Linked DNA regions of Mus musculus: regions 2, 3, 4 and 5 are each linked to region 1. The links are chromatin contacts, called in public HiChIP or PLAC-seq and promoter capture Hi-C maps. All regions are on one chromosome and are shown on one strand. The core of a region is the stretch at or near the end of the contact, and the rest is flanking DNA. Distances in the headings are between cores, read along the strand shown. Region 1 holds the start of Wbp2 (WW domain binding protein 2). Region 2 holds the start of Armc7 (armadillo repeat containing 7). Region 3 holds the start of Snhg16 (small nucleolar RNA host gene 16). Region 4 holds the start of Sumo2 (small ubiquitin-like modifier 2). Region 5 holds the start of Nup85 (nucleoporin 85).

Evidence for each region. Promoter capture Hi-C pulls out the DNA fragments that hold promoters and counts their contacts. HiChIP or PLAC-seq counts read pairs in DNA pulled down with a chosen protein or histone mark.
Region 2: a contact with region 1 is called in an H3K4me3 HiChIP or PLAC-seq map of bone marrow-derived macrophages, with 2.9 times the contacts expected there. The contact joins the promoter of Armc7 here to the promoter of Wbp2 in region 1.
Region 3: a promoter capture Hi-C map of pre-B cells shows a contact between it and region 1, with 2.8 times the contacts expected there. The contact joins the promoter of Snhg16 here to the promoter of Wbp2 in region 1. A contact is called at or near these places in 1 of 39 promoter capture datasets (pre-B cells), 2 of 484 Hi-C or Micro-C datasets (CD4 T cells and liver), 1 of 115 datasets of contacts at active chromatin or transcription factors (bone marrow-derived macrophages) and 1 of 9 other capture datasets (adipose tissue).
Region 4: a contact with region 1 is called in an H3K4me3 HiChIP or PLAC-seq map of bone marrow-derived macrophages, with 3 times the contacts expected there. The contact joins the promoter of Sumo2 here to the promoter of Wbp2 in region 1. A contact is called at or near these places in 2 of 39 promoter capture datasets (liver and pre-B cells), 1 of 484 Hi-C or Micro-C datasets (CD4 T cells) and 1 of 115 datasets of contacts at active chromatin or transcription factors (bone marrow-derived macrophages).
Region 5: a contact with region 1 is called in an H3K4me3 HiChIP or PLAC-seq map of bone marrow-derived macrophages, with 2.2 times the contacts expected there. The contact joins the promoter of Nup85 here to the promoter of Wbp2 in region 1. A contact is called at or near these places in 2 of 39 promoter capture datasets (liver and pre-B cells) and 1 of 115 datasets of contacts at active chromatin or transcription factors (bone marrow-derived macrophages).

What each region holds. Positions count from the first base shown.
Region 1 is chr11:116,085,175-116,089,532 of GRCm38.p6, forward strand. Wbp2 (WW domain binding protein 2) reads right to left here and starts at 1,821. Exons shown (of 8, transcript NM_016852.3): 1 at 1,693-1,821. The coding sequence starts at 1,751.
Region 2 is chr11:115,473,321-115,477,678 of GRCm38.p6, forward strand. Armc7 (armadillo repeat containing 7) reads left to right here and starts at 2,347. Exons shown (of 3, transcript NM_177778.5): 1 at 2,347-2,707; 2 at 2,802-2,945. The coding sequence starts at 2,617. It overlaps Slc16a5 (solute carrier family 16 (monocarboxylic acid transporters), member 5), which reads left to right. Exons shown (of 4, transcript NM_001080934.1): 4 at 1-1,078.
Region 3 is chr11:116,669,346-116,673,703 of GRCm38.p6, forward strand. Snhg16 (small nucleolar RNA host gene 16) reads left to right here and starts at 2,315. Exons shown (of 5, transcript NR_027821.1): 1 at 2,315-2,411; 2 at 2,819-3,010; 3 at 3,319-3,393. Snord1c (small nucleolar RNA, C/D box 1C) reads left to right here and starts at 3,160; the gene lies at 3,160-3,237.
Region 4 is chr11:115,533,873-115,538,230 of GRCm38.p6, forward strand. It overlaps Sumo2 (small ubiquitin-like modifier 2), which reads right to left and starts at 2,358. Exons shown (of 4, transcript NM_133354.2): 1 at 2,226-2,358; 2 at 680-811. The coding sequence starts at 2,246.
Region 5 is chr11:115,562,680-115,567,037 of GRCm38.p6, forward strand. It overlaps Nup85 (nucleoporin 85), which reads left to right and starts at 1,765. Exons shown (of 19, transcript NM_001002929.4): 1 at 1,765-1,883; 2 at 2,475-2,568; 3 at 3,922-4,084. The coding sequence starts at 1,851.

The sequences.
Region 1 (4,358 bases), core at 571-3,070:
TTAAACTTCAATTATTGCTGACACATTTGTTTCAGAAGTGTGGCTCAAGTTATTCCTTAGAACCCTACTGGTAGCAATGAGCTATGAACCAGGTGCTGAGGCCCAGGAGGGTAGATACCACCTAGGTAAGACTCAGTTTAAGAGACAAAAAATTCCCAGTATGGTAGCACATGCCTTTAACCCCAGCACTCAGGAGGCAGAGGTAGGTGAATCTCTGTAAGTTCAAGGCCAGCCTGGACTACCTAGTGAGTCCTGGACAGCCAGGGCTCTATTACACAAAAAACACTGTCTTGGAAAAACAAACAAAAAGGAATCACTCCCAAATAATGAAACTAAAGAGCCCTGGTGAATTCCTTGCACTTAAAAGCCTGAGGTAGGAGGACTGCCTCAAATTCAAGGCCAACCTGGGCTACAGGAATGAAACCATACCTCAAAAACCAGAGAGACTGGTAGAAGTGGGGACAGTCATTAGATGGCATCAGAGTACTTGGCTCAGCCAAAGAACTGGACAAAGTATACCAGAAAACAATGTAAGGTTTCTCAGATTACAAGATAAAAAGGTTTGAGTTCGTATGGTTCCATTCAGCTGTCTCCTCCTGTCCCAAATATCCTTTCTTGGTGCAATAAAAGAGGGGCAGCTCAGGTTAAAGAAGTGGTCACCAGGCACATGTGCTGGCCAGCCCCTTCCCAAGACCTACGCACACGAGGTCAGCAGAACCTGGCCTTGTCACTGCCACCTTCTCCTCTGAGTCAGCTTCCCAGGTGACAAGTCCCAAGATGGGTGCCTGTCTACACTGGGTGTGGGCTCTGACCTCCATCATGTCTCTCTTGGCTCTCAAGTTAATCCAAGCCCGGATAGTGCAAGTCAGGAGAGTCAGAATTCCAAGGAACAAGAAACAAGAGGAACAGAGAAGCCCAGCAGTTCAAGGAGGGGAGAGAAAAAAAGAATCTTAAAGTTGGGAGACCTTTGTTCGGGGAACTGACACAAGCCATTAAGAATTCAAGAGAACCAGGCAAGAGACAAGCCTTTATAAGGGTCACCGGGTTAAGTAGTTGACAGACATTTAGTTCCACCACCTCTAGGGCCTCAGCCTTTCTTTTGGAACTTGAGAAGTTCTGGAATATACGAGAAAACTGTACAGGAGTAGTTAAGCCTATTGACTTTGGGGCCAAGTTACCTTCCTTCAATTCCCCTTCTGTTACTCACAGCACAATGGTCTAAGTTATTTTAACCTCATTAGGCGTCACTTGCCCTACCTGTAAAATGTGTCTAATAGTTTCTGCGGCACAGGATTATGTATTACCTAAGGTAGAGCTGACGCAGCATAGTAAAGACGTAGTGAACGCCTAATAAATAGCAACTATGTTTTAAGACTTCGTTTGGGAAGGGGTTCAAGAAATCACCCGTGGGCCTCACTCGGCTTCCCAAACAAACCCTGACACCATTCTCTGGCCCCACCCCCACCCATCACCCCAGCTGATCAGCACTCCGGCCCTCCCCAACGACCCACCCACTCCCTCCAGCCCCGCCTCCGGCCGTTACCACCCCTTTCTCCCTCTTTCCTCCCCCCCCACGCCCCCCCCCCCACAGCGCTCCATCAATTTCCTTCTCCACCATATCCCACCGCCCACCACACACAGTGGCCGACACCCGCCCTTCAAGTCTCCAGGATCCTTCCGCCGTGTTTTCACCTCTCAGTGTTGTTGACGATCACTCCGCCGCCCTCTGAGTGATTCTTGTTGAGCGCCATAGTCTCTCCCACTGGGGTCCCGAGACTCGCAACGCTCTGCGCTTGCGCTGGTCTTTGGCCCGCCTCTAGTGGCGTCGTTCGTATTACAGTCAGCCAATCATAGTTCCTGCGCGCAGGCTGACCAACCACCTGATCTGGACTGTCACGTGGGGAGAGTTTACTCCCGCTCTCCCTCCCCCAAGTTGCACCTGCATCACAAACAAGCAGCCAACTACAATTCCCAGCAGGCAGTGGTCCGGCAACCGCGGCCTCGCCCTGCGTTTAGTGACGAGTGCATTCTGGAATTTGTAGTCTTTTTTTATATTATAGGCCAGGCTAGAGATTATATTTACAAGACTACTTAAACATTTGTACGCCTCTCTCATCCTAGCTTCCTCATGTTAAGCAAACTCAATCGAAGAAATGTAACTTAAATTTGATGATCTGGTGTATGGTACATTTAAACATTACGTAACCAGCCGTCTTCATTTCCGCAACTGTCATGAGTAGTTCGCGCTTACATTTGGGTATTCATTGCAAACTTACAGAGCAGTGCGAGATGCAGTCCCTTCTACAGTGGACTGGCAAAGCCCGAAAAAAATAAAATACGCCACTTTAATCGACCCAGATCCAGATCCCGGACCCAGAGTCGGACTGTGAACTTCTGGGGACTGAGCGGTCCGCTCCCCACCCTCTTCCCCGCCCAGCACCTGCCGCCTGCCGCCTCGCGATGGCGCTGCTTCCTGCTCTGATCTAGCGGATCCCGCTGCAGAAGTTAAACAGCAGGGTTTAAACAGGACCTAGAATAATTGAGTGGACTGACAAAGCACATGACCAACCGCCAGGTAGGACTTTGAAAATACCACTGACTCGTTTCTGCTAGTGGGTGTCTCCCCACTGCGCTGTAGTGAATCTAAACTCCACCTCTGAGTTGTATCTTTCGCAGGGCTGTCGAGGGTTGGGAGAACTCTTCAGTTTCTGGGTGGCATCTTAGCGTACCTACCCTTAACCTTAAGACACCAGTGTTTGGTTTGAAGCAGACAGCATGGTGCCCTACATCCTGGAACATTGCCACAGATTTGAGGCCAGTTTGGGCTGCATAATGATTTCCAGACCAGCCTCAGCTGCAGAGTAAAACAGTTCTGGGAAATGGCAGGTACATTATTAACTCACAGTGCAAGAGACCCTTCTGTTCGCTTTGGGGTTGTTTGTCTGTTTGTTTGTTTGTTTGTTTGTTTGTTTGTTTTTCTAGGTGCACACTAATAAAAGTCAAATGGCTACAGATTTTTGTTTGTTTGGTTTTTGAGAAAGAGTCCTGAGATTACAGGTGTGTACCACCGAGCCTGGGTTTACAAAGTTATGATGATCAGTTGAGTCCAGTATTCATGCACATCACGAAAAGCACTGTTCTAAGCTGGACTATGTCCCTAGCCAGCCCAGCAGTTTTTAAAGAGCATAGTCCAAGATGGGTATTAGTAATGACGCAATCAGGGATCAGAGGTGAGAGGACGGCTGGGGGTTTGAGCCCTGGCTCCTTGTTTGTGTATTCAATTCCAAACCGTCCAGCGACTCTGTCCCACAAAGATAAAACAGCAACAAATCCAGTAAAAGAAAATCCATAGCCACATCTGGTGGCACACGCCTTTAGTCCCAGCACCCGAATCAGGTGTTCACAATGGACAATGGTCTGTAACTCCACTCCAGGCAGTCTGGTATCTTGTTCTGGCTTCTTTGGGTACCTACATTCACACACACACACACACACACACACACACACACACACACACACACACATACACACGCAAATAAGAAGAAGAAGAGAAAAAGAGGGAAATCCTTTCCCGGAACCTGAGGATCTTTCCTGACACTCAGAGTGTTGCTAACAGGACGGGTGCAGAGTTCATCTCAGGACCCGAGTCTCTGAGAGGGAACACGTTTCTAGGCTCTGATAACACCTCTCGGTGGTTGAGACTCACTGAAGTCACTGGTTTTTTTCCTCTTAACCTGATTGTTATGTTGGGCAGACAACTTACGAACAGCCTTGTTTGGGCCAGTTTCCAACCACTTGACTCCATAAAGCCAAAAGCCTGCTTCCTTGAGCGAATTGTTGGATTGGCCTGGCCAGACTGGTGTTTCCTGATCAACACTTCTGTTCTCTGTAGATAGGAATATTTACGGGTAGGTTAGCACAGGTATCTTTGCTTTATCTCAGCTTCCTCTTTTTTTAAGGATTTATTTATTTATTTATTTTATATGAGTACAGTGTAGCTGTCTTCATGCACACCAGAAGAGGGCATCAGATCCCATTACAGATGGTTATGAGCCACCATGTGGTTGTTAGGAATTGAATTTAGGAAGAGCAGTCAGTGCTCTTAACCGCTGAGACATCTCTCCAGCCCTCAACTTTTTTATTTTTTTATTTTTGTTTTTGTTTTTTTGTTTTTTTGTTTTTGTTTTTTTCGAGACAGGGTTTCTGTGTGTAGCCCCGGCTGTCCTGGAACTCACTCTGTAGACCAGGCTGGCCTCGAACTCAGAGATCTGCCTGCCTCTGCCTCCCAAGTGCTGGGATTAAAGGCGTGCGCCACCACGCCTGGCTTCCTCAACTTATTTCTTAAGAATGTTTTTAAT
Region 2 (4,358 bases), core at 1,097-3,596, 610 kb before region 1:
GCAGGCACAGATGAAGACCAGTAATACTGGTCCTGGCGCCTCTGCAGAGAGCAGGGAAAGAAACTTTTCTGCTGTCCTGGAAGGAGCCCTTTTACTTGGGTCTCAGAAGTTGTACAGTCTGAAGAGTCTTCTGCCATTGAGCAGGGCCTGAGCCAGAATCTCCTTTTACCAGACTCTATCCACGTATCCACGTAGGGGAAGGCAGACCTTGACTAACCAGGAGCCAAGAAGACAGGCTAGGTAACTTAAGGAACATTATAAAAACTGGCTTCTATGTGCAAACCGTAGTCTGTGCTCTGCTCTTGGCCTCTGAGGTTCCCCTTTCTCCGGAATGTGTTGGAGGTATCAACCCTGAGGCAGAAACTGGCTAAATCGGCAGCTGCTGCTAGCCTGAGCCCATGGCCTGGAGCTATGTCCACTTACTCGCTTCTGGTGCTGGTCTCTGAGGTCATCTCTTAAGGCTAGCTGTCATCAGCCCAGGCTTGTCGCAGCAGGGTACTCCAGGGAAGGGGAAAACGGTCTGAATTATATACAAAAACATTCCCTGCCGCACGGGTCATGAACTCTGGACTAAGAAAAGCGGAAACCAGGCCTGAGTAAATTTCCTCCATTCCCTCAGGCTGGCAGGAACTTCTTGGGGTTGTTTGTTGGTTCAGGCTCCACCAGGCTCCAGCAAGAAAACCTTATCAGGAAAATGATTTTATTTTCATGACTGACGCCAGCCATCCTCCTCCACAAGTCCATCTGGCATGAATAAGCATCTTTAGGAGGCGATCGGTTCCTCTAAGGTGCTGTCACGAGTGCCCCCTCATGGTCAAAGGAAGTACTGCAGCCGTGCATTTGCTGAGTTGCTTATGTTCACTGTCTCTAGACCTTGGGTGGAGACGGCTGAGTAGGTAAAGGTGCTGGCTGCATGCCGACAACTTGAGTTTGATTCCTGGGACCCACATGGACAAGGAGAGGCCCCACTACCACAAGTTGTTCTGTGGCGTGCCCATGTGCGCGCACCATACACACACACAAATAAACGTTATTAAAAAAATTTTTTTGGCCTGTATGAGATGCCATCTTCCAATTGAAGTCTGCCTCTCTGTCTAATGTCCCCTACTGCTTTCCGGATCGCAACTCAGAACTGAGCTTGACCCCACCCCCACCCCCCAAGGAAGTTTCTACTCTGAAGGGCAAATGCCAGGGACCTATTTTTCATTCTAACAGAAAACAGAGTTGGGGCTGGCTAACAGGCCCACGTCCAGGAAAAATAGAATCTGTGATCCTCCAGCTAGGAAATTTTCATCACACTTGCCCGTTGGTAATAATGGCATTAATCTGAGGGCAATAAGCAACGAAGAAATGAGGGTGCAAATGTAGTTTAGTCACGTACATCAAACCTTCACTTCCATCTCCAGCCCCACCCATGCCCAGGTGTGCTGTAATCCCAGTTCTTTGGAGCCTGGGGCTTGGAGACAAGATGGAAGCAAAGTCTACTCTTTTGTAGCCAGGATCTGCTTTGGACCATCCCTGGAAAATTTTGAGGGGAGTCTGCAAAGTATTTGTTCTGGAATCTCAAAGGCTCCAGGTCCCCAGGTCTTTGATGTTCTGACTAGTCAGACGCTTGGCCATCTTGAGCTGAGATGTAAGAAGTCTGCCTAGCCTGCTTCTTATAAAACCTAAAGGGCACAGAGTTCTCACGGAGCAACCTTGGTTCTCAAGCATCCAAACTAAGACTAAAACTCTTGCTCTTGGTTGATGTTGGGCATGGATTGATCACTGGAACTTAAACCCCAGAGGTGGGGGCCAGGGAAAGGTGAAGTACACAAACCATTCTGCTGTGATTCAGGTCCCTGGTACCAAACATAGTACATGACCCCTGACCCTTGCCCTAAAAACCCTTACTGCCTCCATCCTCCACCTCCACCACAGCACGGCAAAGCTGGGCCCCTCCCTGACGCTCCTTGTGACCCTAAGATTGTGTTTGGGGTTTGATGGATGTTCTGTTTTGTTACCAGGGTCTTGCCATGTAGCTCTGGATTGCCTTGTAGACTAAACCGTCCTTAAACTCCGTGTTCTGGGATTAAACTACTATCATGTCTAGATGGCCTGAAGATCCGTCTGCCCGGCTGTCAATCCATCCACCATTCTCTCTCTCCTTTTCTCCTCTTTCCCTCCCCTCTCCCTTCCTCTCTCCTTCGACGCATCCCCGCTGCGGCGGCTGCGCAGTGGAGGGTTAAAGCCTCCAGCTCTAGAAATCCGGAGGGAAGCCCAGGAGGCGCCCAGTAACCACGCCCAATCCCGTCCTGGTCCCGCTCACTCCGTTTCCTGGGGCGGGGCTAGAGAGACTTCCGCCCTGAACCAGGAAGCGGTGCAGGGAGTGTGGTAAGGGGGCGTGCCTGCCTTCAGTTCCGAAAAGCCACAGCGTCTCGCCCGGGTTGAATTTTGGTTTTCAGATCCGGCTCAGACAGGATCCTGAGACCCCTGGCCACCCCCACAGCTCATCCCCAGCTGCAGACGCGGATCTCAGGACAAGACTGGGTTTGCTGCCGCTCTGTCGCCGCCGGGACAGGTCAGGATCCAGGCCTTGTGGCCTCTACCGGAGCTCCCAACTCCGCCGCCCCAGCCATGGCACAGAAACCCAAGATAGACCCCCACGTCGGGCGGCTAGGCTACTTGCAGGCGCTGGTCACAGAGTTCCAGGAAACCGAGAGCCAAGGTAAGAGGTGTAGCGTGGGCACGAGGGACCCAGGAGGGTTCTGACGGCAGCCGCCGCCGCACAGGTCCGACCCCAGGGCTGCTTCCCATTGCAGATGCCAAGGAGCAAGTCCTCGCCAACCTCGCCAACTTCGCTTATGACCCGGGCAACTACCAGTACCTACGGCAACTACAAGTCCTGGACTTATTCCTTGATTCTCTGTCGGAAGAGAATGAAACCCTAATCAAGTTTGCTATTGGTAAGAGTTAGGCTGCCCCCAACCCCCGTGCCCGCGCGCCTCCCCCCAAGTTATAGACTAGAGCGACTTGAGAGTCAGGCATGCCACTCGCCTATAAAACTAGCATTACGGGAGGCTGAAGCAGGAGGATGGTTGCGACTTGGGGGCCAGCCTGGGATTCAGAGTAAGACACTGTCACTAAACAAACTAGTGTTTGGGATGGGATCTCATCTAGGGCAGAGCTGCCGTGTGTGGACCACCTACCTTCTCCTCCTCCACACATTATCGGGGTCACAGCTCATTCCAAACAAGTCGTGTCTTTCTTCCTCTTAGAAAAGAGATAATAAGTGAGGAAATGGGGTGAAACCTCTTTGAAAGAAGTTTAGTTTTTTGTTTGTTTGTTTGCTTGATTTTGATTTTTTTGAGACAGGATTTCTCTGTGTAGCCCTGGCTATTCTGGAACTCACTCTGTAGACCAGGCTGGCCTTGAACTCAGAAATCTGCCTGCCTCTCTGCCTCCCAAATGCTGGGATTAAAGGTGTGCGCCACCACTGCCCGGCTGGAGCTTGCCCTTGTATTGTTTACTGTCAAGAGGTGCAAAGGTAGCTTAGAACTCCTATAGTTGGGTTATTGTAAGGCCGTTTGAATTATTCAAGGTAGACTCTTTTACATTTGCTGTGTAGGTGTGTGTTTGCATGTGTGTGTGGATGAGTGTGAGTATGCATGTGCACCAGGCTGTATGCATGAAATTTGTCAAGAGTCAGTTCTCCCCGAGTACAGTGGTACATGCCTTTCATCCCCAGTACTGGGAAGACAGAGGTAGGTAGATCTTTCCGAGTTCCAGGCCAGCCTAGCGTGAGTACTGAGTTCTGGACCATCTAGGGCTATGTGGTAAGATGTCGTCTCTAAAAACTAAGGTAGTCGTTGTTGTTGTGTTCTCCTCTTCCAGTTGCTAAGGGAAGATCTCTGTGCCTTCAGAGTAGGGCAGTGCACTCCATAGCTGGGCCGTGAGCCTCCAGCTAATGGGGAGAGAGTGCTGGGGTTCCAGATGCTCGACACTGCATCTGGTTTTCTTATGTAGGTCCCTGGAACCGAATTCAGGTCATCAGAATTGTGTGGCAAGCTCTTTTACCTACTAAGCCATCTCCTCTGCCCCATGATAGATAGTCATTATTGGGCACCCTATAAGGAAGGTACTGGCCCAGGTTCTGAGGAGATGGTGAACAGGTTGGGGATTGTATTCTGGAAGGGGAGCTAGGTGGCGAATAAAACAAGCAAAGTAGAGATAAACAGGAACTCAGATGGAGCCATAGGAGGTGTGTCACGCTACTTACGCTACTTCCATTTCAGCCATCTTGGATATGCGATGTAGACAAAGCAGCTAAGCAGGAAGCTGTTAGAGGGAAGCTGATGTGTTAGAGGGAAGCTGATGTG
Region 3 (4,358 bases), core at 1,065-3,564, 580 kb after region 1:
CCTTACAACTGTGACTCTAGTCCCAGGGGTAATCTGACACCCTCTTCTGGCCCCCGTGGGCACCAGGCACACACGTGGTGCACAGACTGTACACGCAGGCGACCCCCACGCCAACACACTGCATAAGTAAACAGAGCAGCAGCAGAAGGTGGGAACAGTGTCTGTTGTCTGAGCTCTGGGAAAGTGGAGACACAGGGGATCCCTGGAGCTCACTGGTCAGTCTGTCTGGCCAATCCACAAGCTCTAGGGTTAGTGAGAGACTTGGACTTCACACCTAAAGTGGAGAGTGACTGAGAAAGGCACCCAAAGTTGATGTCTGACCTCTACATGCACCCACCTACTCTCATACATGTGCACCTGCATACATGTTCATACCCACACGTCAATTTTTAAAGACACAAATCCTCCTCCGCCCTACTTGTCCCCCTGGAAGAAAAGCTCTTATGTAGTAGGTCAACTCGCTCAGCGCATTAGCAACCGAATGATAAAAGCATAAACTCTGCGGGCTGAGATCAAACCAAGTCAGGCACCACTGAGGCTTTAACCAGCCCCTCCCCTCCCCTCTTGACACGTGTCTTCTCATCTGCCAGATGGGATAGTCCCAGGGCTTCATAGATAGCGAGGGTTAAAGAACCTGAGACAGTGAGCAGCCACCTAGCGAATCCAATTCGTCATGTGCTAACTACCATTATTATCTTGTCTGCCGAAGGTCACGTGCCCACGAGTTTCACAAGCGGCTTTGGGCAAATTCTTGAGAATTCCCCCTGCAAGTCTCACATGAAAGAACTTAATGTGCCGAGAGAAAATGCATCCTTCCTGTCAGAACTCAACAAAATAGTCTGTCTTCAAGGGTAAGATAGAAAATTCAAGGGCCTGTGTTCTTGCTGAATACATTATTGATTATCTCCTTGGGACATTCTGTGAGAAAGACACAGCCCAACACTAAGCCCAGCACTATGAGGGAATAAAAAAAATATTAAGAGAGTTCCCTCCCCCCAAAAGGACTCACAATTAAATTAAAGGAGAGAAATATACACGGATATGGTCATTAAGAGTGAGTAACAGATTTCCACATTAAAAAGATGATACAGGCTAAATGCTACAGAGTTCCATTTGAGGAGGACTGGAGGACCGGGCGAGGGTTGTGAATAAAAGGCTCTAGATCTTGTAAATTTAAACTAGCTTGTAAATAGGTATAAGTTCTGGCCCTGCCTTGCCATTTTGTCCTATTTAAAAATGAAGTCAAGATGCCCCATGCAAAATGATACTCTAAACGAACGAGGCAGGATCGAAAGACATGGAAAACACGCCCACGATAGAGGAAGAGGGTCCCTCATTCAGGAATCCTGTCAAGTCTCTTGCCAACAGAGAAACAAGAATTCTGGCATAATTACCAACTGCTGAAGGCCCTTTTGCCCTTCCCAGATATTAAACTACAATTTTTCAGCGACCCTCACCAATTACACCACCCCCACCCCCATGCAACCCCTAGCGACTTGTGCCTACAGTTCCATCCAACGCTTCTCTGGGGCCAGCACACTTATTTCACTTACCAAGATAGCAAGAAAGTGGGGAGGGGGTGTCTCCTAGCAACCTTTTAAGATGTAACTCACGAGCTACTAGAATTATACATGGCTAACACAATCAATTGCAACTCTCCTTGAGCCAGTTCCCACCCTGGGTATGCATTCTTCTTGAGCGCTTCTCTTTCTCCTAATCCTCACACTAAACCCCTCTATTAAAATGGTTTTTATCTCCAACTTATACCGGCTAGTCCTCAGCGCCGATTTCATTGTATCTTCCCTGTGAGAACAGTGCCACAGGCAGGCGAATACCTGGGGCTGCTGCTGCTGCTACTGACGGTCGCCCCTGCAGCTCTCGAGTGCCCCCTGCCGCCGGAACCCGCTCTCGCCCCCATCTTAAAAGCTTCTGCCCATTCCCTGGGACTCTCCCTGGACTTCACTAAGGAACTAAGCCAAGTGACATTTCTCCACCCCAGATAAAAATCTGCAGCACAATTAACGAGCCTCAGTTTCCTCAACGGTCCCTGAACCCTCGAACATTCTCCACCTCCCCAGACTTAGCGGGGGACCGCCGAAGTTCACAGTCCAAGCTCCTTACCCCGAACCCTCTGCTGCCCCTGGTGGCTGCCACCATCTTACCCCTTTCTCTTCACTCAATGTGAGGTGAGACGACCCATTCTTGGCAACGGTAGATTTAGAACTACATTTCCCATCAAACCATTCTCGACATCGCGAGAGTTCCGGCGAGACTTGCGGAGGGGAGGGAAAACGGGAAGACTGCGCGCAAGCGCGATCTCGTCCTTTCCGAGGTCCTCTGCCGCGTGTTTGGAAGTTATGGCCGCGCGGGTCTGTGGTGTTCTCCCTGAAAGGCCTAAGCTTTGGGTGATGGTAAGTTGTGGAAAAGGGAAGATGAGGTTTTTCCTACACATACCGTCGACACGCTTGCTCTCTCCGGAGGTGACGTGTCGACGATCAGCCCTTTCCTTTGCTATTGTGGGCCTTAGGAGGTCTGAGATGCTGTCTAAGGAAATGCTCCCCAGACTGCGAGACGTTTGATGCGGACGGGATGAAGCCCTTTTTGGTCTTCGATCTCCCTTCTCTTGGGGCGGGGAGCGGTCTTCTCTCTGTGACCCAAAGCCAGCCATGTGCTCAGCTCTGTCTTCCCTGGGGTCTCCATTGAGGGTGGTGGCCTTAAGTGAACACGAGTGACTCCTGCTAACTACAGATTGTCATGAACGGGATTGAAAACTGAAAGCCGTTAGCTCTAACGCGGCATAACTTCTCCTTCCCCGAAGGCATTGCCTTTTGGCACTCGGGAGACAAGATGCAGGTTCCGTCTCAGAAGTAATGGCTGGATCCCTGAAAGCCAACGGGCTCGGTGTGGTCCACCCGTCAGAAGGCATAGGTAGATGGTGGGCATCTGCCTCAGACATAGTTCTCAAGTTCAGCCAGAAGAATGCGCGTTGAGCCCTCTGCAGCCCGTGTCGGTAAGGGTTCCAAACAAGTCCAGAAGAGGGTCTGTGCCGGTGTAATTTGGGGCTATAGAGTGTCGTTCTGCAACTCAACGTGGTTGCCAGAACCGGATTTCCAAAAATGAGTTGGGTTGGCACTGGGGGGTTTGGGGGGCCTCTTGCTGGTTGAGCTGAGGATGATTTAAGTTATCCCTGTCTGAAATGACACTTTTGTGAAGAGTCATGGTTTACTGAGGCTCGACGTTTTGAGGTCTGTTTTGAGAATGACCACAGTAAGGTTGCTTCTGTTAGAATGAAGTGGGATCTCTTTATTACTCCTTCAGACGGAGGTGTTGTCTCCAGGAAGCATCATGGAAAGGCGTGGTGGTGCACAAGGGCCTTCAGGATGCCTGCGCCTGGTAAGAGCTTCATAGAGTCGCAGGGGTTGTGGTAGCTGGGAAGGGTTGGTTGTTAGGTTTGGGGTGGGGGTGGGGTTAGAGGTTGTTGGGGATTGATTGTCCAGAGGAGGGCGTGGTCCTCCTTACTCAGCACTCTCACAAGCTGCATTTAACATTGGTGAATACAAAATTGTTCCTCACTCAACTGCTAAGTAAACTGACGTTCAGTGAGTGGGTTCTGTTTCTTTTGTATATGCGTGTGCCACTGCATCTATGTGTCTGGTTGACTTGAGTGAGTTTGGTTTCCCCTTTAGCCACCAAGCTGTTTTTTGGCCTAGAAATTGGGTTAAGTAAAGATTTGGGCCTGCTACCTGGGAGTAGCACAGAGCCTTGTCTTCTGTAACACAGAATCACTGGCTTCCAAACCTGGATATCTCTCAGAACACGTAAAAAGTGTTAAAATACACACATTTCCACCCAGGTCAGTGGATGAGACGGGTATGGAGTGGAATTAAGAGTCCTCGAGGTTTGAGCAGGCATGGAGAAACGGTTTGATGACCATTCTCACAGCAAGACCAGAGCACTGGCTATGTTTAAGCACCTCCTGAGATAGGTTTTTTTAATCCTCAGTCTTAACAGACAGCCATATGCTTTTGTACATGTGGGTGGGGAAAGGAGACACTCCTTTGTATAGTGTCACCTCTTAGTGGCAGGTGTGGTAATGGCTGCCCTTCAGTAGGGTCGCTGTAGTGGGTGACCTGTACCATTTTAGGGATTTCACTGATAGTCTACAAAGACTTGCCAAAGACTCTGGCTCAGCTGTAAGGCAGATGCTGCTGGAAGTGACCTTTTTCCAGAGTCTTCCCTTGTAACCTGGATTGGCCTTGCATTTGTTGTGGAACAGGGGTTGGGTTCAAACTCATAATTCTGTCTTGGCTTCCTTCCTGTGAGTCACCTTGTCTTTAAGAGGACAGGAGTGATTAGAG
Region 4 (4,358 bases), core at 1,108-3,607, 550 kb before region 1:
CCAACACCCAAATCACACAGAATTTTCTATTTCTTCTTAAGAGTTTTCCTCATAGTAAAAAATGAAAGTGTTCATGCTTTTCTCAAAAATGATTACAATTTTCTAACCTCTGGGTTGGGTAGGCAACTTCCTTAGGATACAGTAATCTGGCTTAGCATATACCATACTATGACCTCTACAATTATTGGGAAAAAAAAGTGTGTTTGGGGTGTGTGTGTGCTAAAATCCACATACTTCAGAAAAACTGCAATACCCAAATTGAAATTGGCTAAAATTCTCTTTTGAGACAGGGTATGTTTCTGTGTATTCCTGGCTGCCTCTAGTCCTGGGGAATAAAGGAGTGTACTACCACACCCAAATATTTTGACAGAATGCATTGTCTAAATAATAAAAGGGAAAAAACAACAACAAACAAAAACCCCACCAAATACTAATCCACTTTCCCCCCTCATTCAAGTGCAGACATCTCCTTGGGAACTTGTAGTCTTATGGATCTAATGAGGGATTACTGGTTTAGCACAAGAATCATAATATTAAACCTACCTGCAAATGTACATACAATATAATCACATGCATCTTAACAAAAATAGTCATGCAATACTGTGATGGTACATTTTCTACTCCTAATTCGGCTGTGTACATGGATTATTAAGTGGAAGTACACTTATCAATTCCTCACCTGCCGTTCACAATAGGCTTTCATTAGTTTACTAAGTGGTGTATGCCTCTTAATCTTAAACTGCACCACAGAACCATCCTGTCCCGCCACCTTCAAATTAATATGATCGTTGTTCTCAGTCTTGACTCCTTCCTGTTGAAAGAAAAATAAGAGTGTAATTTGGAAACTGTGAAACACAAACACCTTTAAAGAAGCTGCGGGCCCGAACGCTTCAGAATCAACAGGTTTCTCTCAGGCTCTCCAACAGCATACAGCTGTTCCCAGCCCCTGGGCTGAAAGATCAGAAACCCTGCACAAAGTGTTACAAGTCTGGTACAGAAGCACTGATACTAGCAAGGCAACAATACACTTAGAAACTCCTTGCATAATTTGTGATGCATCTGAGGTTAAATTTTCTAAAATGGCATTATTTCCTGTCATCGCCCAAATTTGTCGCTTCCCATAAACACCAGTGTCCTTTCTCTTTTCAAAGCTACAACTACTAGAGTCGGTTTGGGGTGGGAGTGAGAAAACCATACCTTGTATTTCAAATTTTACTGCTACCTTCTTGATAAAAGTTAGCAAACTCTGCTCAATGATATCAAATGAACATATCTTTAAAAAAAAAAAACCGAACACACTCAACTGAGGGATATCCCGAGTCTCCCTTTTTACATCTTCCGATTAACGTTCGACTATATAACTGCTTCATTTTCAGTTCAGAGCTTATTTTCCCCCTCTCCTTTGCTGTCATGGCTGCAATACAGTCTTCGTGCAAGTATTCCCGTACATTGCAACCCCAACAGCAGTTCAGCAAATCAAATGTTTATGTCCAAGGATTCGATTCGTCCATCCTGTGTCCCCCTCCAAATAGAGTCGGGGCCAGAGAGTGCCCTGCCCTGGACTGATGCTGGTCCCCTAGTCCGCAGCCAAGAGTAGCCCGTGCCTCCGAGGGCGCGTTCTCAAGTTGAGCCCGTGTCTCTCTGCTCGCACCTAAGCCTCCAACCACAACAAGCCACATGGTTCCCGCCAGGGTGCGGGTTTCTGGGCGCACGGCGGAGAGCGCAGCCCCTCCCCCGCGGGCCCCTTGGGCCTCGAGCCGGACCGACTCTGGAATCCCCCACTCGGGGTTGCCGGAGCACACACCACCGATCCGGCGCGGCCCCAGCCCCGAGAGGGAAACCCCGGGCCGCACGACTCCCGCCTTCGCCGCCGCCCCAGACCCCGCGCGCCCAACGCTTTCCTTACACGCGCCGGGCGCCGCCGAGGAGCCAGCGCGGGGCCGCCGGGCCCGCGGGCTCCCGCGAAGCGCCGCCTGCCCGCCTCGCGCCGCGCCGCGCGCGCTCCGAGGGCCTGGGGGCGGGGGAGGGCGCCGGGCCTCCTCGGGCGCGGGCGGGAGGAAGAGAGCGAGAGAGGAAAATGGCGCGGAGCGCCGGGCCTGAGCCGCCGCTGGCCCCGTGGGGGGCCCCGGGCAGGCAGGGAAGCCCGCGGCGGGCTTCGGCCGGACCCCGGGCCGCGCCACCCACCGGTCCGCACGGTGAGGCGCAGCCGGCCGCCGCGAGCTCACCTTGGGTTTCTCGTCGGCCATGGCGAGCGCCGGAGTCTCCTCAGCTGCCGCTTCACAAAAGAGGCACCGGGTCCGCACTGAGGGAGCGCACAAGCAGCACCAGGAGCGGCAGGAGGAGGCGGCAGCGGTGGACGAGGCAGAGGGCGCGCGCACGTCGTGCGCTTCCCTCCCCCCGCCCTGCGTGCGCGAGCACGAGCATCCGGGGCTTCTCATTGGCTGCCGCTTCGCGGGAGCGCGCAACGCTTACATAACCACCCCTCCTCCTCCCCCCCACGGCCCGCGCCTCCGCCGCCTGGGCCAGGCGCCCGCCAGGTCGGCGGGAAGAGGCGCGGACACGCGCACCAGTCCCGCCGCGGGGGCGCGCCTGGCTCTGGGCGGGGCTGTATTGTCCTCCTTCTTTGGTGGAGCATAATCAAAATGGCTTCCAGCTGGTCCTCGGCGAGGACAGGAAGGCGCGTGGCCTTAGACGTGGGGTGAGCCTAGGTCGAGAACGGAAGGCCAACTCCACGTAGAAGGGGGCATCTCCATCAAAAAAGCAGCAGCGGGTTGTGAGAAAAACTCCTGTTCAGTAGGACAAATGCAACTCCCCCCTGCACATCAAACTTCCCAGTCCCTTCGTCCTTCCCCATCAACCAGCTTCCCACCCGGGAGCCTCAAATGTCTTCCAACCTGTTGGGAACCCTACTCTTGCTGTGGAAAACTGTTCTTATAGCCACTCAAAGGATTCCTTGCTTGTGGCCTGCCTCCCAACTTCCAGAGAACACAGTCCATCAGGGGAGCCGACCCAACCTGAAGCTCACGGGCCCATCAATCATTTCGTCCCTTAATCCAGTACAAAGTAGGAGTAGGATCCTCGCATTTGAAGAAAATCCTGCCCTCTGCTGTGCATGCCACCCTGTGGCTCTCACTTGGTGTTTTTATTTCCTGTACCCCTGTATTTTCTTCTACTACTGTGTTCCCACAGAGGGGGGAAATACCACGATTACATTACCACCATAGTGCTTCTTCTCGACCAAACAGCTTGAAAAAATGCCCATGCCAGCTGCTCCACCCCCTCAACTCCCACTCACTCCTCAATCCACTGCAATCTGTTGTTGTCCTCTTAGCTCCACTAGAACTCTCCACAAGGTCACCTTTGCTGAAACCAGTAATACGTCCCGTTTCTCACCCCTACTCAACTCCCTTCGACTCTGCACAAAACAGGCTTTTTTTTTCTGTCACCTTAGGCCAGTGGTAGCACACCTTAATCTTTTTTTCTTTATTAAACTTTATTTTAATTGTTTCTTTGAGTTTTAGTACAGACTTTTTCTGGTTTTTGGGTTTTTTTGTTTTTTTGTTTTTTTTTTTTTTTTTTTTGGTTTTTCGAGACAGGGTTTCTCTGTATAGCATTGGCTGTCCTAGAACTCACTCTGTAGACCAGCCTGGCCTCAAATTCAGAAATCCCCCTGCCTCTGCCTCCCAAGTGCTGGGATTAAAGGCATGTGCCACCACTGCAGCTAGTATAGACTTTTAAAAATTACTATATTTCCTCTACAGGGACGTATGAATCCCTTCCAATATCATCTACTTTCTAAACTCTCCTTTTCTAACTTTTTTTTTAATCCTCCTTGCATGTCTGTGGTGGCATAGGTGTTTAATCCCAGCACTAGGGAGGCAGAGGCAGGTGGGTCTCTGTGCTCTAGGCCGGACAGGTCTACAGACTGAGTTCCAGAAAAGCCAGGGCTACACAAAGAAACCCTGTTTTGAGAAACAAAAACAAAAAGATAAAAATTAAAAAGAAGACAGACAGGGCAACACAGAGAAACCCTGTCTCGAAAAACCAAAAATAAATAAATAAATAAATGAATAAATAAATAAAAGAAAAAGAAAAATTCCTTCTTTTGGGCGGGGCCTAGTGACACAAGTCATTTTAATCCCTACACTAGGAAAGCAAGATAAACAGATCTGTGTGTATTTGCGTATTCCAGATAGGCTGACAGCCAAGGCTACACAGTGAGACCCTGTCTTTGTGTGCCCATCTGGAGGTCAGAGGGTAACTTGTAGGCTTTGGTCTTTTCTTCCATTTTGTTGGTTCTAGGGACTAAAGTCAGCTTATCAGACTTTCTAACAAGGAAGCATCTCACCAGCCCCAAA
Region 5 (4,358 bases), core at 515-3,014, 520 kb before region 1:
TGTAACTCCAGATCCATGGCTTCTGACATCCTCACACAGACATCATGTAGGAAAAACCAACGGACAGAAAAATAAAAACAAGGGGGCTGGAGAGATGGCTCACCAGTTAGAAGCACTGACTGCTCTTCTAGATGTCCTGAGTTCAATTCCCAGCAACCACATGGTGGCTCATAATAATCTGTAAAGGAATTTGATGCCCTCTTCTGGTGTTCTCAAGACAGTGTACTCACATACCTAAAATAAATAATTTTAATAAATAAATAAATATTGTCACTGGGTGGTGGTAGCACAGGTCTGTAACCCCAGCACTCCAGAGGCAGAGGCAGACAGATCTCTGACTTTGAGGCCAGCTTGGTCTACAGATTAGGTTCAAAGACAGCCAAAGCTACAAAGAGAAACCCTGTCTTGAAAAACTAAGGGCTTGCCGGGTGTGGTGGCACACGCCTTTAAACCCAGCACTAGGGAGGCATAGGGCTATACAGAGAAACCCTGTATCGAAAAACAAACACACACACACACACACACACACACACACACACACAAAACAGAAAAAAAAAAACCCAACCAACAAACAAACAAAAAAATAAAGACAGACAGACTAAGGGCTGGTGAGATGGCTCAGCAGTTAAGAGCACTGACTGCTCTTCCAGAGGTCCTGAGTTCAATTCCCAGCAACCACATGGTGGCTCCCAACCATCTGTAATGGGATTTGATGACCTCTTCTGGTGTGTCTGAAGACAGTGACAGTTTACTCACATACATGCAATCTTTTTTAAAAAGTTAATTATAAAATTTATTTTATTGTATATATACTGGTGTTTTGTGTATGTCTGTGTACTACATGTGTGTGCCTGGTTCCACAGAGGCCAGAAGAGGGCATCAGATTGCCTGGGACTGTTCCACATGTATGTGAGTGCTTTGAATTGATCCAGGTTCCCCGGGAAGAACAGCGTATGCTCTTAACCACTGAGCCAACACTCTAGCTCCCTAAATCACTGATGATTAGGATTTGGATAAAAATTTGACAGAAAGGTTTTCCTTTATTTCCTTAAAGTTTGTGGGAGTTTGGTTTTTGAGTCTGGGTCTCAGTTAGCCCCGATGCGAGCTCAACCTTGCCATGTAGCTAAGGCTGGTTCTGAACTCCCGATTTTTCAGTCTCTACTTCCCAAGTGCTGCATCTTCCGGCTTATGTTACTATGCCCTACTTCCAAGTCATGTATGACCACCAATTTAAGGTAGAAATAGTTCAGAATAATCCTAAAGAAAGAAAAGTTGCCAGTACATAAAAGATTGAAGTCCCGTTGTTTACGGATGTCATGTGTCCGAGACTAATTCCAAAATAAGCGCATTATACTGGTCGGAGTTCGGAAAAGGGACTGAGAATATTCTAATAACAGACCAGGAGGGAGGGATCACAACTACCGCTAAGAGATAAAGTAGGATTACAGAGACGGAGTAGCTCTCCAATCGAAATAGATGCGCCAGCACGCTTCTGCGCATGCGCACACCCTCCCAGCCACCGCCTCTCCCGCCATCTCCGGGGACCTTTCCCTCACCTAGTGTGGGACTGTCTGTGGCGCCGCCTGATCTACTGGGAACATTCCTTGAGGACCCGTGGGCCCTAGAGCCGTTTTCATGATGTGTTGTATAGGTTAGAATAGTGGAACATGTGTGAAAGGCTTCAAGGGGCTGTGTTTGGCTAAGACGAAGGGATCTGTTGCGCTAAGGTCTGCAGGCGCTGCGCAAGCCGCCCTGGAGGGGGTCCTCTTTGGCAGCTGTCTGTGAGCGGGAGGCCTGAGCGCAGAGAAGCGGCCGCGCGGCAGGGTCCCAGCCGCGGGGGGCACGGCGCTATGGAGGAGCTCGACTGCGAGCCCGCAGTAACTGTAAGGGCGATCGGAGTGGAGTGGCTTGGCTTGTTGCACTGTGAGGGTTACGTTTCTTTGGTCATTTCAGGCTGCCTCCCTACATGCGGGACGCACGCTTCTTCCCTGGACACAGTTGCCACCATCCCGAATGTCAGGTTAACTGGGAACTAGGTTATGGCAATAGTGGTCCCTAGGTCCTGTGAATACTGGCCGGCTCGCGGAAACCCCACTGCATCACCCTTGTTTTTATAACCTTTCTGCTTCTCTAGTTTTCCCCCCTTGGGCGTTAGAATGAGATTGGTGTAAGCCCCACATGGTCACTCCAAGGGATGAGTTGGCCTTTCCCTGTCCTGCTGTCCTAGTCCGAGGCTTAATAAATGCATAATTTGTTCTCACGGGAGACAATAGACTAGTTTCTGTCGCGTTGTATTCTATTCCTCTTGCACCTAGAAAATGTTTTTTTAAGTGTGTATATGTCTGAATATGTGCACAGCATCATTGGATACGACCTAGGCTGTTCGCCTGGTGTATGGTGTTCGCAGTTACACTTGGAAGTTGAATGGACAGTTGTAGGGCTAACAGCTCCTGTGCCTCCTTATGTCTTACTAGTGGATTCCAGGTGTGAATTCCAAGAAGAAGCAAATGTGTTTTGACTGGGGCCCCGGCGAGATGCTTCTGTGTGAAACTTCCTTCAACCAAACAGGTAGGCAGTTCTTTTTCACATCTGTCTTGGCACATTGGTTGACTCTCTGAGGCAGGAAACTGGAGTTATTTGGCAATATTTTTATTTTTGAAACTTTGTTTTTTTGCTATTTTGAGACAAGTTGCCCCTATGTAGTCCTAGTGGGCTTGTCTTTGTGCAATCTTTGTGTAGGTTTGAATTCTACATCTTCTTCCCTCGACTTCCAGAGTGCTGGGACTTGAGGTGTGTGGTTCAACACTTGACATTAAGTAATTTTTAAATTTTATAGTCTGTGTATGGGCATTTTGTCTACGTGCATAACTGTGCACCACTCCGTGCTTGGTGCCGCAGAGGCCAAATGAGATCATTGGATTCTAGGAACTAGAACTCTATATTTATGTGAGTTGCCATATGGGGTGTTGGGAGTTGAACTTAGGTCTTCTGGAAGAGCTGCCTGTGTACTTCTTGTTTGGTTTTGGTTTTTTGAGATGGTTTCTCCGTGTAGCCTGGCTGTCCTGGTACTTGGTTTAGACCAAGCTGGCTTTGAACTCAGAAATTACTTGCTCTTTTTTCCTGAGTGTTAGGATTAAAGGCAGGAAATTTCAGCCAGTTGTCTTAGACGCCAAACCATCTCTTCAGCCCCCTTCCTATAATTAACCTTTAGAAACGACCCATATAGCCCAGGTGTGGAGATACGCACCTTTTAATCCCAGCACTCAGGAGACAGAGAGGCAGGTGGTTCTGTGAGTTCACAGCCTGCCTGATCTACAGAATGAGTTTTAGGTCAACCAGGGCTACACAGAGAAATCTTGTCTTGAGAAACCCAACAAAAACAAGCCCAAAGAAGTGAGTTAGACTGCCTCAGCTGAAGGCAAAGTCCTGGGTTCAGGCAACGCTCGCTTGCAACCTTAGATTTTCTACTGTGCAGAAGAGTTGGCGGGGGGAATAGAGAGTCCCCAGCTGCCTGGGATATGTTGCCAGACCCATTCTCAAAAACCAAGGATGTAGGCTATCACTCAGTGGCTCAGTGATAACTTCTTTAGCATGGGCAGTGTCCTTAATTAGATCATCAATATCACCAAAAAAGAAGTCTGTGTTGTGCTGCCTGCTTGTATTGTAATCTCAGCCTACACAGACCAGATGAAGACAAATCTTTTTTTCTTTTGGCGTAAACCTGGTTTGCTTGGCCGACTGTGTGCACTAGTCTTCCCTTGAGTTTTAATCCTCCCGTCTCATTCCCACCGGTGGAGAAAGTGGACATGTGCCCCAGGCTCAGCCGGGCTTTGTAATTAGAGAATTAGAAGTACTGGGATGTTTTTCTCTTTTGGGGAAAATGGTAGATGTTGAGTTACTTTTTTTCCTGTTTTGTTACAGGCAAATCAGAGAAGGTGCCGAGCTGCCCTTTTATCTACATCATACGGAAAGATGTGGATGTTTACTCTCAAATTTTGAGAAAACTCTTCAATGAATCCCATGGAATCTTTGTTGGCCTGCAAAAAATTGAGGAAGAACTGTCGGGGAAGTCCAGGAAAGCTCAGTAAGTGGTGGGTGCTGAGGCTGCAGTGAAGTCGTGAGAGGGAGGCGTCCTTATCCTTGTGAGTGCCGGGGCACCTCGGGGTTCCTGTTCTCCTGTGTATCTTCTTAGGGTGTAGTTGTGCATTGTGTAAATGCTGTTGGAAGACTTACTGGCTTGATATATATGTATCAACTCTTCCTTTTGGATTCCTACTTCATTTGTATGTGTCCCTTGAACACCACCACCGACCAAAATAAAAATAATATAAATATGGTGAAAGGAAGACTCAGACAGA